Linked DNA regions of Rattus norvegicus: all the other regions are linked to region 2. The links are chromatin contacts, called in public Hi-C maps. All regions are on one chromosome and are shown on one strand. Each heading gives the region's core, a stretch centred on a gene start, on an enhancer-like site or on the middle of the called end of the contact. The rest is flanking DNA. Distances are from core to core; before and after follow the strand shown.

Evidence for each region. A called contact is a pair of places that touch in the nucleus more often than the background predicts.
Region 1: a contact with region 2 is called in a Hi-C map of the A7r5 cell line, with 2.8 times the contacts expected there. The contact joins the promoter of Myl12a here to the promoter of Tgif1 in region 2. A contact is called at or near these places in 3 of 12 Hi-C or Micro-C datasets (the A7r5 cell line, mammary epithelial cells and psoas muscle).
Region 3: a contact with region 2 is called in a Hi-C map of the A7r5 cell line, with 3 times the contacts expected there. The contact joins the enhancer-like site here to the promoter of Tgif1 in region 2. A contact is called at or near these places in 4 of 12 Hi-C or Micro-C datasets (the A7r5 cell line, the Rat2 cell line, Schwann cells and 1 more) and 1 of 1 datasets of contacts at active chromatin or transcription factors (oligodendrocytes).

Annotation. Positions count from the first base shown.
Region 1 is chr9:118,344,807-118,347,661 of GRCr8, reverse strand. Myl12a (myosin light chain 12A) reads left to right here and starts at 1,385. Exons shown (of 4, transcript NM_001135017.1): 1 at 1,385-1,496. LOC102555687 reads right to left here and starts at 1,092. Exons shown (of 5, transcript XR_357340.5): 1 at 880-1,092; 2 at 1-45.
Region 2 is chr9:118,202,809-118,205,935 of GRCr8, reverse strand. Tgif1 (TGFB-induced factor homeobox 1) reads left to right here and starts at 1,582. Exons shown (of 3, transcript NM_001015020.1): 1 at 1,582-1,687. The coding sequence starts at 1,630. It overlaps LOC102555570 (a long non-coding RNA gene), which reads right to left. Exons shown (of 3, transcript XR_005489521.2): 3 at 1-3,127.
Region 3 is chr9:118,056,493-118,059,654 of GRCr8, reverse strand. The region is part of intron 6 of Dlgap1 (DLG associated protein 1); the gene reads right to left. It overlaps LOC102555426 (a long non-coding RNA gene), which reads left to right. Exons shown (of 7, transcript XR_010055090.1): 4 at 1,247-1,348. Among named protein-coding and RNA genes, the nearest start is that of Tgif1, 150 kb to the left of the region's middle. Within about 2 kb of position 1,679, at least 6 of the 93 cell types and tissues checked have an H3K27ac peak or open chromatin away from gene starts, as enhancers often do. A contact at or near this core is called in the A7r5 cell line, where this site is marked.

The sequences.
Region 1 (2,855 bases), core at 136-2,635, 140 kb before region 2:
GGCAACTCCTAGGAAAGCGACAAGATACTGTTTTCCAGCTGAGACCTGAGACGGAACAGAAGCTGCTCATTTCCTCGTCCACAGAATGCGGTTTGGTGTTCCCCTTCCGGACAGGGAGCTTTCCAGTAGGGCAGACCATATCCTTGTGGAGGTGCATGCACTGCAGAAGCCTCATTGCCTCAGAAGCCACCTCTGTTTCTGACTGCTCAGACCTCTGAGTTTGTACTGTCACGGCTGTATCCCCAATCTTCCCTAGAAGTCATGTTGGGCTTCTTAAGTCCTTGACAACCCAGAACCCTCTCTTAAAGACCTTAGCTTAGGGAGCTGGAGGTGAAGTACTTAGTTACTTGTATTTTTAGTTACCACTCCAAGTGAATATCAAAGAAGGGAGGGAAACTTTGTTTCTGCCATCTATAGGATTACGGTATTTTTTTCTCTCATTGGCCTTGCCTCTGAATTAACTTTAAACCGCATCACTAATTAATGAGACGAATGCTTCTTGAAGGAAACAACTGATCTTAGGGATATTTAACACATATCCTTATTGTCTCGCCAGGATTGTGACCCCTCTTCCTTTAAAGAGGAACTATTGTTAGCAGCTGAGCCACGCAAGAAGACCCGGCGAGTAAATAGGTCCAGCACTTTATTCCAATTACATCATTCACCCTGGAGCGGTAGGTGGGGCAGGCAGGAGTCACCATCAGGGTAAAAGGGGACTCTGGAAGAAAGTTCCAGAGAACGTTTTGCAAGAGGGAGCGGAACAATCAAAACTGAATTCATGAACTCTATGTGGGCCAAAGAGGCAGCGCGGCCCTGAAACTTTAGTATTCCGTCCCGCGTGGGAAAAGTGAGGAGCTATTTTAAAATTCCTTTTCATACTTTTCGAGTTGCTCGCACACTCCCTTCCGCGCCGCCCAGACACTGAGGCGCTGACCCACAGGCTGATTCACACTAGTTTCCCGCGCAGGCGCACTCCAGCCGAGCGGGGGCGCCGGGCTGGGGAGCGGGGCCAAGGCTAGTCACGTGAGACCCGCGGCACTTCTCTCCTCAATTTCCCTAAATGGACTTAGACGGGGTTCCCCGCCTATCTCCACGCTCTGGAATGCGGGCAGAGGAGAGCTCCAGGACAGGCGCAACCATCTGCCGAAGAGGGGGGAGGAAGCAGAATCACAGTTCAAACGGAGACGCGAGAAAGACGAAGAGTCAGTAATTAGACCGAGAGGTCCTCCACACGTCCATTTCAGCCCTAAACTCCCCGTTCGGTACTTCTCATCGGCGCCCTGAGCCCGCCATCTGCTCTGACACCTTCCCTGAGGTCCCCCTCCCGTCAGGGCTGGCCCATAGAGGCGGCGGAGAATGGCCGCCAGGCTTCCTTCCGGTTTGCGAGCGGAGGCCGGAAGTGGCCGTTCTTGGGCGGCTGGAAAGTTAGAAAGTTTGTGAGGGCGGCGGCAAAGCTTCGCAGAGACGCTCACTCTTGGTTCTCGCGGCTGAGCAGGGTGAGTGGTGCTGGCCGCCGAGCGGGCGTGGCCCGGCCCCAGGAGGTGTCCTCGCCGGGCGGCGGTGAACGTGGGGGCCGCCGGGAGCCGCGGCTGGGGAGCGCACCTGGGCAGGTGTGTCTCCGCGAGCCCGGGGAGAGCGGGGCGTGGAGCAACGGGCCGGGGAGCCGGGGCAGCCCGGGCGCAGACGTCGCTCTGCTTCCCAAACTTGGATCTTGGGAAATGTTGCTTAGCTCGCCAGCGCGGTGCGCCTTGGACCATTGCCTGCCCGCGAAACCAGAGCCCCACAGAGCTGACTCCGGAGCTCTGTTGAGTTGCTAACGTAAACTTGCGGGAACCGAGAGAGTTGTGGATAAAACCGTAGCACAGCCGCCCTCGGCCCTGTCTTTGCAGCTCAGCGCGCGCCCCTCTAAGTAGAACTTTTAAAAGTGCTATTTGAACAGAGAGGAGATTGAAGTTTTGTTTGCCTGATATTAAGAGTCAGTAGGGATGTAAATATATAAGATCTTTAGGGATCTTTTAAGATTTTAACTTCTTTAGTGCAAAACTTGTGTCAAAGGGTGACGAAAGTGAATCTCCACTAAAGTTGCTGGTATTTTCTTTTTTCTGGATGGCTTTTGATGAGGATTAATTAGAAAAGCATTTTTTGTCTTCAAAAGTGAAGCGTGGTTCATTAGTCAATCCTGGCAACTAATGACTTTTTTAAAGGTGCTCAGAACTCTTGGGTGTGGCTGTCTAGGAAAATCCAAGCTGACTCTCAACCGGAAGTGTGCCTAAGAAGTAAAAACGTGGTTTTCCTTGAAACTGAAATAACAGCTTGAAAATACACTTTAAAAAACTGAGTTTATCGCCCTCCCCCATCTCGTCTTGTAAAAAAGTGCATTGATTTGATCTGGATTTCAAAGCAAGCCATACCTAGATGCTACCACACTGTGAGGTTTTGAAATGGGAGTTTTCCAAAGGATATATTTCTCAGTTTTAAAAGAGTTTTTTTTATTAAAAGATATTAAGTTAGTAGGCTGTAGTGTAAATGTTCTATTAAGAATTTCTATCTTTTATATCTATTACTAGTTTAGGCATGTGAGATCCTACTATTTAAATTTAGGCAATCTCAGGTATATCTTAGTGTGGATTAAAAGGTTTCATAGGGTACTTTGTTGTTGTTGCTGTTGTTGTTTGTTTGTTATTTTGGATAGGGTCTCCTTTTAGCCCAGACTGGCCTGGAACTTGAGATGGTCTTTCTGCTTCAAGGGCTAGGATTATAAGCCCAGTTATGAGCCCCACATCAAACTTTATCATAGTTTCTATAAATTCTACATTTCTAAAGATTCTGTGAAATCTGGTTGCCCTCGGCATGTG
Region 2 (3,127 bases), core at 333-2,832:
GTTGAAAATAAAGGAAATAAATACTAAGAGCTCAATAAGGCCATTGTTAGAAGAAAACCACAGTTCTCGTTCCACAGACAGACAGACGGTAATAGATCATTTATCCCCAGCCGAGTATGAGGGTGATCATGGCCCAGGGAACCCAGATTTGGGTAGATGCCAGAGACGTGTTCCACCATGGAAGTTATCATATGAGCTGCTAGTCATACACAAAGCTATAAATGAACGCACTTACCAAATACCTTGGTGGGGCTGAAGTGAGGTAAGTTAGAGAAGCCTGACACACCTATGGCACTTGTAGCCATTGAGGTGGTGGAAGCTGCCTGTCTGCTGAATTTTAAACTGAGAGTCAAAAGAAGGGTAGGCCGATACGGAAGCAGGTGATGGATGGCTAAGAGGGAGAGTTAAGATAGATCAGGATAATCTGACTCTGGATCTGTATCATTCCAACTGTCCCCAACCAGGAGGCCCTAATCAAGCACTCACCCAGCAGAATCAGCTAGGTGTGGCTTTTTCAGGGAACTTCAGCCCACATCACCTAGGTTAAGAAGAGTGACTTCCACTTTAAAAAAAAAAAAAAAAGGAAAGGCGGGCGACTGGGTTGACTTGAAGAAAGTGATCAGTAGTGCCAGCTACTTATTTCTGAAGAAGAGAATTATTCTGATAGTGTTGATAAACTCATCACAAGATGGCCGGGACCAACTCCGGCCCCTTGCAAAGACAATGGTTAGCTCTTGCCTTGAGCAGCTAGAGCTCCTCAGAGCTGAGATGTGACGAGATGATTACAAGTCCCTTGTGCAGTGTTGGAAGCCCAGCAGCCTGCATATTTTATAAATATCTGCCCTCGCTAGGCTTCGAGGGAACGAGATCCAATGACTATGTGAGTCCCACCAGACCCAGCACCTGATGGGAATCATACCTAATCGACCGTCCAGGTGAAACAAACACCTCCCTCAAGCCTTTAACGGACCTGGAGCACTTACTTATTCATCCCGCCTCCTCTCTCAGCCTTCCCAAGTTTGTGCCATTTGAATTTCTGCCCTTTCAGGGTCTGGAGACCGCGAAAACGGATTTGTCTTTTTAACAGCTCTGCTTGTCTTAAGACAAGAAAAGCTGTTAAAACAGAAGAAAAACAACAACAACAACAACAACACACACACACACACACACACACACACACACACACACACACAGAGATAATGGTGAGAAACGGTTATCACCAGGCTGTGAGAGCGCAGAAAAATCGTTCGGTTGCACTTAGACAATTTGATTATGAGGCATAAGCGTTCAGTAAGTAACACGTGGCAACAGCAACTAACCCGAAGTCACTTGAATCAGTTACACCGAGAGGCCCTGACACAGGCAGAACCGAAGCTTGTTTTTCCGCCGTGCAGACAGCGGATTAAAAAAAAATATTGCGGATGTTATGAGCTCGCGCCGGGGAGGAGGGGGGCGGGGGCGTTCCCCTTTTCTGGAGTTGTAAAAGACCCGGCGCACAGTCCTGCGGGAACGCGAAACTCCCAACGAGCTCGGCCTTAGGGGTGGAGTGGGGCTGGGGGAGGGGCACCGTGGGGCTTCAGCTGATCTCAGAACCCGGCCAGCGCGCTCCGGCTTCCCAACTGCCTCGAAATGATTTACACGAGCAGGAGGTGTGCATTGGCGGGGTCCGGCTGGCCTTCGCGTCACGGTGAGTTTTAATTCTGCATTTCCCCTCGCGTCCTGGTTTGAGAGAGGCTTCTTCTACTCTGTACCGGCTCCCGCTCGCCCTGTAAAGTTTGTTTTCAAACGGTAAACCCGGTTTCCACCAGTGCCGCCCGAGAATCGCATTCATTAGCCAGGCTGACTTGGGAGAAAAGAAAAGCTACCTTTGTGTACATAATGAGAGCCACCGCGTGGCCGCGCATAACCGCCGGGAAGGAACGTTTCGGCCTCGTGCTGCCGTGGGTTGGGCTTAGCGGACCCGAGGCGGGTTCCGTGGGGTGGCCCCCCGAAAGCCACAGTCCAAGTTAGCAAACAAAGCGACGAGGCAGTCACCGCCAGGTCCGGACTCGGCTCCTGCCACTCACGCCGTCCAGCTCCTCCTCCCTGCGTCTGTCCTCCCATCTCTCCCGAGTCCCCGGCGGATGTGAGCCACCAATCCCAGCCACAAACACCCCTTCAAACCCCAGAGCGAGGGCCCTCCAACGGGCGCCCGGGCCCTCCGCGGGCCCCCTCCCGCACCACAGGAGTCCCGCACTGGAGCGCAGCAGCTGAGTCATCCCCAGTCAGGTCCGGGAAAGCGCTGCGCCCCGGGCGGCTTGCGGAGGTGCTTGCCAGCCGGTGGGTTCGCCCTGGACACTGCCGTGCAACCGCCGCCTGCGCCGATTCCCGCGTGTGCTCTCTTACCGAGCGAGCGCTCTGCAAACCACAGGATTTGGGGGGAGGGGAGGGTCGTTTTGAGATTCCTGCCTGCTTACTGTGACTCTTCCTCCACTTGGTTCATTTTGGAAAAACCACCCAAGCTTCTTTTTTGACTCGGGGGTTTTAACGCGCTCCTCGGAACGGGTTGTCTTTGGGAAGGGGGCGCGGCGGAGGCTTGCTTTAATTTCCAACGTAATCGTAAACAGGTTCCAAAGTCTAGCGGGTCATCCTGTGGCCGCCTTAGTGTGACTCGGCTTTAACCTTGTTTTCACGGGTCTGTCTCCTCCTGCCGGATCTCCACCGAGGTCACAAAACCAGAACAGCCACAGAGCCGAAACTAGAGACACCGGCGGTGACGTCGCTACAAAGCTTATTTACGTTTGGGGTTTTTCTTCGTTTTTTTCCCCCCCTCTAATGGGGAAAGTCTTCCGTGACATGTGACAGTTGGTTTTCTTTGCATTTTTTTTTTTTAAACAACCGGGCATAGGTAGAATCTAGACCCAGAAGTGCGGGCATGTGCGTCTCGAAGTTGGCCAAAACAGCATCTGGCTTGTATTTGGGGAGGGGGGGATTCTTCGTGGAACTCCCTTTGGAGCGCCCCTCTCAAGCAAAATAAACCAATAGGAACGAGTGTTTATTTAATGGCTAGTTTCTGTTTGAAATACTGAAGGGTGGAGGGGAGTGTCCTCTGGTGGGATATTAGCCCACAAAGTAGACACTGTTTACC
Region 3 (3,162 bases), core at 430-2,929, 150 kb after region 2:
TCTGACTCCTCTGAATATCAGAAGAGAGAGAAGGGACACTCCTGCCTGCACTGTGACTGGCTTCACAGCTTCACGTGGCTGATAGTGTCCTCTTCCTGTCTCAGGGGTTAGGAGCCCTGAGCATGCTCTGATGGAGAGGCCCCCTGAAGACTGATGAGTGAGAGTGGAGGCAAAGTCTTCATGAGAGCCTGAGGGCAGAGGCTGTACGACTTCTGTTGATGAGGGTAGGCGGGTGGGGGAAGAAACCATCACCAGAGAGACATTGATCCTTTTATGTGGTGGGAAGGATTGCGGTCATATATCCCTATAGTAGATGGGGAAATAGACCTAACAAATGTATGGTTTTACTTGTATTGTGGGGGTGTGGGGAATCAATCTCAGGCTTTCAGAAGTGCTAGGGAAGAAGCTGCCCTCAGTCCATGAGATATTCAACTTTGGTGTTTAAAATGCTCCCTGTGTCCCCATTAGCGCCATGTATGATGAGTTTCAGGAGAAGAAAGAAGAGTTTAAACTAACAAACACACCACAACCTGTATTAGAAAAATCACTTAGAGGAACTATAAGAGCCAGGACTTGCTTAGTCAAAATGCCTGAGCAAAATAAAAGTATATATATATTTAACTATTGTTGGGCTGAAGAGATGGCTCAGTGGTTAAGAGCACTGACTGTTCTCCCAGAGATCCTGAGTTCAATTCCCAGCAACCACATAGTGACTCACAACCATCTGTAATGGGATTTGATGTCCTCTTCTGGTGTGCATGAAGACAGCTACAGTGTACTTTAATTAATTAATTAAAAAATATCATGTCAGAAACATTTAACCATGGGTCCTCTGAAGTTCCTAAAATTGATAAAAAAAGACTTTTAGGAATTCCAAAGGTTCTGCTCCCCAGCTCCATTTTGAAGAGAATTGTAGGCATGTCTTGTTTAGCAGAGAAATGTCTAGTGAGACCCCATGGAAGGCCATAAAGATGAGCAGACTCAGGGGCCACGCCATTAGATGGACAAAGTTCAGGGTGAATTCAACGTGCAGTCACAAAATGAGTTGAGAGGTTTATGGAAAACAGACAATTCAGGACATGGGACAAAAATTTGATGAATACACCTGAGAGCTGTGAAAAGTCATTCCCCGGAAGCAGGCCTGGGTCCCTCAGTGGAGGAACCGGAAGCCTGTGGGCTTTAGAACTCCTGTGGGCCACTGATTACTGTGGCGCCTCCTCCTGAGTGTTCTCTCTAATTTGGACAGGAATGTACTCCAAAGGCATATGTGTTGAAAGCTTGGTCACCAAGGCAATGTCCGGGGCTGGGATTTCAAGAGCAATCCGATCAGAAGGACGCTCGCTAATCAGTAAGTGTTGTAAGCCACTGGCGGATTTATGATTGAATAGACATTGGGAGATGGTGGACGCTGTGAAGGGTGGGCCTGTGGTGGTGTGCTTTATCATGGTTGGGGACACACTGGAGGAAGATCGCTCACCTTAAAGCAACTAAACAGAAGGGGGCAATGGAAGGAGGGAAGGAGAGAGGAGATGGAGAGACAGACAGAAGAAAGAGTTCTAGGGATGGAGTCCCAGGATCTTCTTCAGGGGCTGCCCCTACTAACTTCCCAGAGTTCCACTGTCTTCTAGTAGAGCGAGAGGCTGATGACTAAGCCCCCATGCATGAGACTCTGGGACATTTTTGATCCAAATTACAGTGCAGAATCTGATTTAAAACATGTCTGTTTAAGAGCTGCTATGCACTGCAGGGTGATACGTTTCACAGCAACAGCCAGGCAAGAGTCATGTTTGGGACCTGACGTTGGTCTCACCTCACATTGTCCCCACATTCTGCCCTGGCCATTCTTTCATGTCCCCGAATGCTAGCTAACTGGAGCTTCCTCTGCACTTTCATCCATTATCGCCCACTTAGTGCACGAGGGCTTTCTCCAGAGGCCTCTCCAAGCCTCTCCTTCAGTTGCTTCCTTGAGTGATTGTCCTATGGGCCCTGCGTTCTCTTCCGTGAGCGCAGTCATCTCTGATGATTTGATTCATGCCAGTCCTCAACCTCTAGACTGCAAACCCCGTGAGAACAGAGAGCGAGATTCCCTTTGATCACTGTGGAATTCCTGGCTTCAGCAAGTGCTGGATAAATATTTGTCAAGCAGATGAATCGAATATCCGATGCTGCTGATAAGGACTCCCTCCTCGCCCTGGCCTTAATAACTCACCACTATTCTTTTTGCTCATGTGCTGTGCAAACCTGGATACCCAGCCACAGGAAGTGGGCAAGACCATGTGACTTATTAATCACTGGGCTGTGCTCTGTGGGGGCAGCTGGTCACCCGGAAAACTCTAGAAGCCCAGGAAAAGTAGCCATGAGAAGTCCTGGGAATGTGTGGGTTTGGGGTTGAAAGAGTAAGGGGCAATTTGTGCTCTCTCTCATTTATGGTTTAAGAGGAAATGGAGGAGGGGGCTTTCTTGAGCGTCCTGAGAAGTTAGTGGTGGTCAGGCTGAAGCACTGCTAGGTTTTTTTGCTGGGTCAGGAGCTATTTTCCACCCCATATCTACAGTAGAAGGAACCTGCTGGCTCAGGGCCAGGCAAAGTGCAGTAACTGCGCTCACTCCTCTATACAATATGCACACACACATATTCACACACACACAAACACATACATGCACACACACATGCATACATACAGAACACATTCATACACACATACACACATACATCTGTATACACACACACCCATACACCCATCTGCGCACACACACATACACACATATCCATACATATATGTACACATATATACATGCATGCACACACACATTAGTACACATACACAAACATACATGCACACACACATACATCATACACACATCTGTATACACACACACACACACACACACACACACACACACACACAGACAACTGCACAGGGCATGGAATCCAGAGCCGTGACACAAAAGCACAGCTCTCACCTCAGAGGAACAAGAGTTTATTCTGAAGCCAACTATGAATGCCTTGGAAAATACCTCTCTCCAATGCGCTAACGGTTTGATGAAGTTTTTATAGTTACAGAACAAAGTCATAAATCAGGACATTTTAAAAGTACATTGGTGAGACTATTAGGTATGACTGCAGAGGGGAATAATTCTGCTCTTAGACATAAATGATATCTGA